2 separate regions of the Mus musculus genome follow, and region 2 is linked to region 1. The links are chromatin contacts, called in public Hi-C maps. All regions are on one chromosome and are shown on one strand. The core of a region is the stretch at or near the end of the contact, and the rest is flanking DNA. Distances in the headings are between cores, read along the strand shown. Region 1 has its middle 40 kb from the start of Gm41386. Region 2 has its middle 13 kb from the start of Gm30609.

Region 1 (4,357 bases), core at 1,832-4,331:
TTCCCTCCTAGAGGAGACGTGTTCGACCTGCCCTGGAGGGCTTTGCTGGAGCACCTGGGGGAGCCATCTTGGTTCCCGGATCCCACCAAGACCAGTCTGCGCAGGTGAGAGTGTGGAATACAGAAGCTACACAGATTCTGGGATAAGCCCTGTTTCCAGCCTCAGAAGATGGAAAGATCTCCATGCTCATGGATTGGCAGGATCACCATTGTAAAAATGGCTATCTTGCCAAAAGCAATCTACAGATTCAATGCAATCCCCATCAAAATTCCAACTCAATTCTTCAATGAATTAGAAAGGGCAATCTGCAAATTCATCTGGAATAACAAAAAAACTAGGATAGCAAAAACTCTTCTCAAGGATAAAAGAACCTCTGGTGGAATCACCATGCCTGACCTAAAGCAATTACAGAGCAATTCTGATAAAAACTGCATGGTACTGGTATAGCGACAGACAAGTAGACCAATGGAACAGAATTGAAGACCCAGAAATGAACCCACACACCTATGGTCACTTGATCTTTGACAAAGGAGCTAAAACCATCCAGTGAAAAAAGACAGCATTTTCAACAAATGGTGCTGGCACAACTGGTGGTTATCATGTAGAAGAATGCAAATTGATCCATTCCTATCTCCTTGTACTAAGGTCAAATCTAAGTGAATTAAGGAACTCCACATAAAACCAAAGACACTGAAACTTATAGAGGAGAAAGTAGGGAAAAGCCTCAAAGATATGGGAACAGGGGGAAAATTCCTGAATAGACCAGCTATGGCTTGTGCTGTAAGATCTACAATCGACAAATGGGACCTCATAAAATTGCAAAGCTTCTGTAAGGCAAAAGACACCATCAATAAGACAAAAAGGCCACCAACAGATTGGGAAAGGATCTTTACCTTTCCTAAATCAGATAGGGGACTAATATCCAATATATATATAAAGAACTCAAGAAGGTGGACTCCAGAAAATCAAATAACCCCATTTAAAAATGGGGCTCAGAGCTAAACAAAGAATTCTCACCTGAGGAATACCGAATGGCTTAGAAGCACCTGAAAAAATGTTCAGCATCCTTAATCATCAGGGAAATGCAAATCAAAACAACCCTGAGATTCCACCTCACACCAGTCAGAATGGCTAAGATCAAAAATTCAGGTGACAGCAGATGCTGGCGAGGATGTCGAGAAAGAGGAACACTCCTCCATTGTTGGTGGGATTGCAAGGGGTGGAAATCAGTCTGGCAGTTCCTCAGAAAATTGGACATAGTACTACCGTAGGATCCTGCAATACCTCTCCTGGGCATATATCCAGAAGTAGTTCCAACCGGTAAGAAGGACACATGCTCCACTATGTTCATAGCAGCCTTATTTATAATAGCCAGAAGCTGGAAAGAACCCAGATGCCCCTCAACAAGGAATGGATACAGAAAATGTGGTATATTTACACAATGGAGTACTACTCAGCTATTAAAAAGATTGAATTTATGAAATTCCTAGCCAAATGGATGGACCTGGAGGGCATCATCCTAAGTGAGGTAACCCAATCACAAAAGAACTCACATGATATGTACTCACTGATAAGTGGATATTAGCCCAGAAACTTAGAATACTCAAGATATAAGATACAATTTGCAAAACACATGAAACTCAAGAAGAACGAAGACCAAAGTGTGGACACTTTGCCCCTTCTTAGAATTAGGAACAAAACATCCATGGAAGGAGCTACAGAGACAAAGTTTGGAGCTGAGACGAAAGATAGACCATCTAGAGACTGCCATACCCAGGGATCCATCCCATAATCAGTCTCCAAACGCTGACACCATTGCATACACTAGCAAGATTTTGCTGAAAGGACCCTGATATAGCTGCCTCTTGTGAGGCTATGCCGGGACCTAGCAAACACAGAAGTGGATGCTCATAGTCAGCTATTGGATGGATCCCAGGGCCCCCAATGGAGGAGCTAGAGAAAGTACCTAAGGAGTTAAAGGGGTCTGCAACCCTATAGGTGGAACAACAATATGAACTTACCAGTACCCCCAGATCTCATGTCTCTAGTTGCATATGTATCAGAAGATGGCCTAGTCAGCCATCAGTGGGAAGAGAGGCCCATCGGTCTTGCAAACTTTAAATGCCTCAGTACAGGGAAACGCCAGGGCCAAGAAGTGGGAATGGGTGGGTAGGGCAGTGGTGGGGAGGGTATGGGGGGACTTTTGGGATAGCATTGCAGATGTAAATACAGAAAATACCTAATTAAAATAAAATTAAATTAAAAAGAATATGAGAAGCCAACTGAAGATGTATGTAGATCTTTGTAGGTGTACATGTGTGTCTGTGTGTGTCTCTGTGTGTGTGTGTGTGTGCATGTTACCCACAAATCTCTTCTTCCCCACCCCTCTGTGTATAGAATAGGGTTTTATAATCTAGAGCATGGATCTTCCTGTGTGTGTGTGTGTGTGTGTGTGTGTGTGTGTGTGTGCATGTTACCCACAAATCTCTTCTTCCCCACCCCTCTGTGTACAGAATAAGGTCTTATAATCTAGAGCATGGATCTTCAGCTGATCTGAACTGATGATATAAAACGCAAGACACCCACATTAAACCGTAGCGTCGGATAGTAAAAAAACGTCTTTTTGTCTGTGCTTTTTCTGGTTATACAGGATAGCTTAGAGCTATATTCACAGAGAAGAATTCAGTTTGGAAAGAAAGAGAAAAAAAAAAAACCCTTCATTTGTTGGTAGTATAGTGCGATAAAGTTCCAAACTCAGCTTCCACAAACCAGGCAAGACTACCGGCAGGAACCTGCCATTCTGCTGCATGCGCCGCTGTTGCACAGTGAGTGGGTGGAATGTTTTACTCATGACGTGACGCCTGCAGGTCTCCCGGGAAGGCCTTTTCCAGTGCGAAGCACTGAGGAGCAGATCTCTTCACAGGAAAGATGGTCTTCTCCGTACTGAGCTCTACCGTGGCCATCCCTAGACTGTGGTAAATGGAGACCTGACCACCGCGCTGTGGGTGACCAGGGGGATGGAAGCGGAGATCCTGAGAGGACACCGCCTCTTCCCTCCCCCTCTGCCAGCCACACCACATCAGCAAACTCTTGCCCTACAGTTCATCTCTCACCTGTTTGTACACGCAAGATGTGTTTGACTCTTTTTTTTTTTTTTTTTTTTTGAAAAGCAGATTTTTCCAAAATCAACTTCAGCTGAAACCTCTTTCCCTCTCTTGCTTTCTGGCAGTCCGTAAATAAGTGACACGTACTTTTTAAAAATTCAGTGTTCAGCTGACACACTAAGCTCTAAGCTTGGAAAGTGTGCTCTGAATGCTGAAATTTCCCAAGCTGGAATACGATACACAGTGATATTTAAATCCCAAAAAGATAATGTTTCACATGCTAAGAACATTCATTTAAAATATAGATAAAGGATAATTTCAACTCTATTACTGTAGCTTTAAACTATGTTACTTGGAGGAGAAATAAAAATGTGACGGTCTCACTGAAGCAAAAATCTAATTTTCAGTGTGAGGAAAGAATATGAGAATCTAACTGAAGAAATATACAGTTTTTTGTAGATGTCAATAATCCCGAATATTTTTCTTTAATCACTAAAGCAAAGTGTTCATAAGGATCTCCCTAATTGTCTACCCATTTCCTTCCCCTCTATCGGTCAGCACCAGAACTGCTCATTTCCTGCCAGCAGCTATTTTCTGTCTGCCCTCTGGGCTGCTGATGTCAATCTCTACAAGCAGACGCAGCGAAACCTTCGATCTGGTTGAGCAACAGCAGGGCCTCGCCTTGGAGCCGGGTGGAGAAAGCAGGGGTGTAAAAGCACTCAGAGGAGATTACAGATGGCATCGCTGCCCACTGTGGAACAGAAAATTATGTGGTGAGAGGATGTCAGGCATACAACCATTGCCTTGCACACCTTCAAATTATGCACCCTTGTGAGCCTTGAGCCAAAGAAATCAACAGAAAGAGAGTGCTCACTTTGCCTTGCACACCTTCAAAAAAAACAAAAAAACAAAAAACCTAGAAGTAGTCTTTCCACCTCAGAATGTATTCTATCTTTTCGTGTCTCACTTTAAATGTTTCCTCTTCCTGTTAAATTTACACCAAGATGAGCAGTGCCTCTTGAGAGCTGCATCCATTTTTTTCTAAATGAGACTCTGGTGTGTTAAAAAAAAAAAAACAAACAAACAAAAACAAAAGAAAACAAAAGCCCTGCATCTTTCTCTCTAACTGAAACTCACATGTCTTTTGACCAGCATCTTCCTAACCTGCTATTTCCAACCCACTGGTAGCCACCATTCCTATTTTTGGCTCCCATGAAATTGAATGTCTTCTATTCTACATATAAATCAAGTTA
Region 2 (4,923 bases), core at 950-3,449, 200 kb before region 1:
CTTCCCTGCTTTAATTTTTCAGTTTTTCCTTATCCATGACCCTTGTTCGCACCACATACCACCTCTCTGACTGACTCCTGCTCTAGCTTGCCACACCAGCACTCATTAAAATTTTTCCATACAATTATAGAGAGCTTTAGATGAGTTATTTGTAGAAACTAAAAAAAAAAAAAAGAAAAGAAAAGAAAAAAAAGAGAAAAAGAAATGACTAAGTTACTGTTTCATATTTAAATTCAAGTAATTTAAATATGAAAATCCAAAGTTCTTACAATTATCTAGGGGAAAAGACTCAATCTCTGTTTCATTCTAAATTGTAAATCCTTTAATTCAAGTGGAGTTTAAAGACTGCCCTTCCATTTATCCCTATAATCTGTGCTTGGTGTGAGTTTTGGAACCTCAGAAACAACCTACAGATTACGTCAATAATGAGATATAATGTCCTAAAAAGTGAGATAATTATATGGCATCTTATAATATGACTAAGTTGTTTACATTTTTAATCAAAGTATTTCAGCCTTATGTTTAACCAAAATAGAGATTTGAGAAATAGGGTTTTTTTCATAGCTTGTCAGTCTATTTTTAATTTTTAATAAATCACCCCATGATTAACCAGGTAGTCTCTTCATTAACTGCACCTCATAGATTTCTTCAGAGACCATAATTGCATCCTAGATTAACATTCAGAACACCTGCTTCTCTGGGTTTTCACGATATCAGTCCTGAGTCCTTTGACATACAGAGCTGCAATCATTGAGAATTTTTGTAGTTTTAGAGAAGTGTTCCCTGCTCTATCTTTCTAGCTGGGCATCATCTGCTGTGTATGACATGAGTTTTGTTTACTGAAGCTGTGGTCCAACATCTTTCACCTTGGGTTAGCAATTTAGGAAAATGAGATACATGGCCCAAAATCCCAGCATCTGAGGAACTCCTGTGTCCTGCTCTCAGCTTCTATGGCTTACACCAAACTATGATCATTTTCGGAAACAAAAAGAATGGCTCTGAGATTCTTCCTAACGTCACCAGTCGGCAAAATGCATCAACATTCAAACGAAGGAATGAATAGATATAATTAAATTTTTATTTTAATTCAATACAATTTTTCATCCATGAATTTTGTGCGCATACCCTAACTATTCACCCAGAGCTGAGGAAAAGGCAGGAAAAAAAATGTAATAAACTGTTCCCTCTGTCCCTTCACATTTCTGCTGTGTTACTCTTAATGGCCATAGGATAAGTTCAAAACCAAAGCATCAAAACGTGATAGTTTTGCATGATAGTTGGGAAACATACATGGTGTTGTATTGAATGAAACCTAATTTTTTTAACTCTGTGGACATATTGTGGTCAGACTGGAAGTGCAACACCCAAGCCTTGGTGACGTTGGACAAGTTTGATGGGCACAGTGGTGTAGCCAACACTATGTCACCTAAGGCGCCAATGTCAGTGCTCCTGTCAGTAGGCCTCACTGTAAGCTTCCCAGCTCCTCGGCAGCACTGAAGAGTCATTCCTTCTCTATAAATAATCATGTGCATTTATTAGACTTACTAGTCCCCTATACCCCCACCAGGACTCCAATATTTTTGACGCAATTTTTTATCATATATTTCAGTAAAGATTTGCCTGTTGCACCTTACAGTTGATGACTTAGAATATTTTACTGGGCTTGCTTTAAAACAGGGACCATTCCATCAGTATAGTTAAAGGGAAAGGCTTCAAATTCCGATGTGCCAGGTGCAACAGCAAAGTAATTCAACACTGGAGTGATAACCAAGTGAGAAACTCTACTTGTCTGTAGCTAGGGATCTAAAAAGTTCAATTTCTATTATATGGGCTTCTGTTTTCCTAGTTAACATTCACTATCAACTTGATGCAAACCAGAGTCGAGTGAGAAGGAAACCTCAATTGAACAAATGCCCAGATCAGACTGACTTGTGAGCATATCCATGGAGGGCTGTCTTGTTTGTTAATTGGTGTAGGAGAGCCCAGCCCACTGTGGGCAGCACCATTCCTTAGACTTTGGTTCTGGGCTCTATAAAAATAGGTAACTAAGCCTCAGCCTGAGACTGAGCTAGCTAGCCTTCCTCTCTTGTTCCTGCTTCCAAATGTCTGCTCATGTCCTTGCTCTGACTTCTCTCAATAGTGACTATAACCTAGATGGTTAAGCGAAGCAAATCCTATGCTCTTCTAAACTGCTTTTGGTTAGAGGCAGTTTTGGTTTTGGTTTTGGTTTCAGCAGAAAAGAAACTAGAAAGCTGGATACTTAAATTCTGTCTTAGAAAATGCCTGGCAAGGTCTACTATCACAGAAAGGGGCAAGGCTACACTCATCACCTGGCTTGGATTTCTCTGCTCACAGAAGAAGGTGCTAAATGGAATACCTCTTTTTTTTCCTACCCAAACTCACTTCTCAAGTATGAGTATCATCAAGGCATATTTAATCTTTTTCATTTTCTATGACTAATCCTGTGTCCCTTTGGCCCACCTGATAAAAGTTGTACTCAATTTTTGATTAGAAAACAAACCACATCTTCTCTCAGGGCATGAATCCCGGTAGTCATTCATGAAGAGGCTTTGTAAGGTTATCCTCAGAGCAGCATTATGGGTGTTTGTCACAGTGAATTCCTCACAGGGCTCAGGCCATACATGGCAAGGCCAACATTGACTTTTAGGGGAGGTAATCTGCCACAAAGCTTATTAGAGCTACTTTTAAAGCAATTTTAGAAAATATCTCCCCCCCCCCAATTTAAGATCAATGGGAGTCATACATAATCAAGAACAGCTGTGAGCCATGGAGATTCTGACAGAAGATCCATGCTAAGCATCACATAAGCAGATCAAAAAAGAACACTGAGAGGATCTGCCCCTTCTTTTATAGATGGATAAATGGGTAAATGGATGAGGAGTTGTGCTCCGCTGAGGGGACCATGTGATGGTTTAATCCCTAAGGAACACCCTAAAGACTGGTCTTCTGATTTTCCATCTCCCATTGGCCCTCCCCAAAGAAGAGTCCAACGACTTTAGTCGCTGTGGAACACAGTTCACAACACGTGACAAAGGAAAGTGTTAGCTACACTTCGAGCGTTCTGGAATGAAAACAGCCTACCTGGCTTAGTAGTCAGCTCAAGTCACTGATCTATACCCAAGAGTTGACAATACTGAGTCCATCAGTCACTAAGCACGACTGGTGACAAATGTCCTTGTTGCTTTGGAAAATCAGAAAGGAAAAAAGGTACAAACCACTGTTTCTTACACTTCAATCTGTTCCTATAAAATGTAATAAACTTGACACAAGAAATAATATGTGTCTAGGACATAGCTCCCCTCCCCCTAGAAAAAACAACCTAGCAGCTGTTGCTGAAACAACAGTCTCTCTGACCGTCACCTTGCCTCAGAGTCATTTTCAAGGAAGGAACTAACTAGGTTAAGTTAGAAGCAGCCACTAACCACTGCCCAATAGGGAGTAAAGGTTTGCCTTGCCTTAGTGAATACAATGAAATAACTGAGAGGATTTTAATCAACTGGGGAGGCATACAATGAGACAGGTTAGGATGAAGGGGTAAAGCCATGGAGGTCACTACAGACCTTATCTAACAAGAATGAGAATGGTCTGCTCACAAAGGCAGATAACAAAGTGCCCCTGTCCTGTCTTTTTTTTCTTTTTTCTTCCTTTTCAAACAATGAAGGGAGAGTCCCCTCTTTTACTGAGAACTACACGTGTTAAGTACAAAACAGAAAAGCTTCAGTCAGAAGTGAGTCTCTGATAGAGCCTTCAGATCAGGTGGGGGCGAGTGGAACAACAGAAGGTAGAGGGCCAAATCACAGCAAATTCAATCCCCTGGATTCCTTTCTCCTGATCTCGATGAAATCTCATCACTGTGTGGGGGCCAACTCCACGTTTTGTTCTGTGCCTAAAATCCAAAAGGTAAAGATGACTAATGAAAACAACAAGTATGTATAATTTTGGAATACCTTCAGATTTGGAAAGACAACCCAGTAAATTTCAGCACACCAAATCCTACATCTACAGTGGACAAAGAGGTAGGACACTGTAGTTAAAAGAGCATGACACATGTCAAGAGTAAGTCATGACCTTGAACCCCAGGCCCAACAATTACAATGAAGTCCTCTGCACAGAAGTTGGGTTGTCACATAATTCTTAGACTGTACATTTCATAATCTGTAACCAAAAGACAGTAGCTGTTTCACACAGGTGTTCTGGGATCTGATAAGAGGATCTATGCTCCAAATGCACGGGCACCCACATTCATAAAAGAAACTTTACTAAAGCTCAAAGCTCACATTGCAACCCACACAATGATAGTGGGAGACTTCAACGCCCTACTCTCAGCAATGGAGAGAACATGGAAACAGAAACTAAGCAGAGATACAGTGAAACTAACAGAAGTTATGAACCAAATGGATCTAACAAATACTTATAGAACATTTCATCCTAAATCAAAAGACTATACCTTCTTTCTCAGCACCTCATGGTACCTTCTCCAAAATTGACCATATAATTAGTCACAAAACAGGCCTCAACAGATACAAGAAAATTGAAATAATTCTGTGCACCCTATCTGATCACCATGAACTAAAGTTGGTCTTAAATTCCAACAAAAACAATTGAAAACACACATACTCGTGGAAACTGAACAATGCTCTACTCAATGATAACTTGGTCAATGAAAAAATAAGGAAAGAAATTAAAGACATTTTAGAATTTATTGAAAATGAAGTACATGGTTTAACATCATACCAAAACTTATGAGACACAAGAAAAGCAGTGGTAAGAGGGAAACTCATAGCTCTAAGTGCCTCAAAAAAGAAACTGGAGAGAGCTTACACTAGCAGCTTGACAGCACACCTGAAAGCTCTAGAACAAAAAGAAGCAAATATACCCAAGAGGAGTAGAATGCAGGAAATA

Evidence for each region. Hi-C and Micro-C count contacts between places; a contact is called where the count stands out from the background.
Region 2: a contact with region 1 is called in a Hi-C map of CD4 T cells, with 3 times the contacts expected there. The contact joins two enhancer-like sites. A contact is called at or near these places in 2 of 484 Hi-C or Micro-C datasets (CD4 T cells and nephron progenitors) and 1 of 115 datasets of contacts at active chromatin or transcription factors (differentiating embryonic stem cells).

Annotation. Positions count from the first base shown.
Region 1 is chr15:93,750,510-93,754,866 of GRCm38.p6, reverse strand. No RefSeq gene overlaps it. Among named protein-coding and RNA genes, the nearest start is that of Gm41386, 40 kb to the right of the region's middle. Within about 2 kb of position 3,081, at least 63 of the 459 cell types and tissues checked have an H3K27ac peak or open chromatin away from gene starts, as enhancers often do.
Region 2 is chr15:93,947,902-93,952,824 of GRCm38.p6, reverse strand. No RefSeq gene overlaps it. Among named protein-coding and RNA genes, the nearest start is that of Gm30609, 13 kb to the left of the region's middle. Within about 2 kb of position 2,199, at least 21 of the 459 cell types and tissues checked have an H3K27ac peak or open chromatin away from gene starts, as enhancers often do.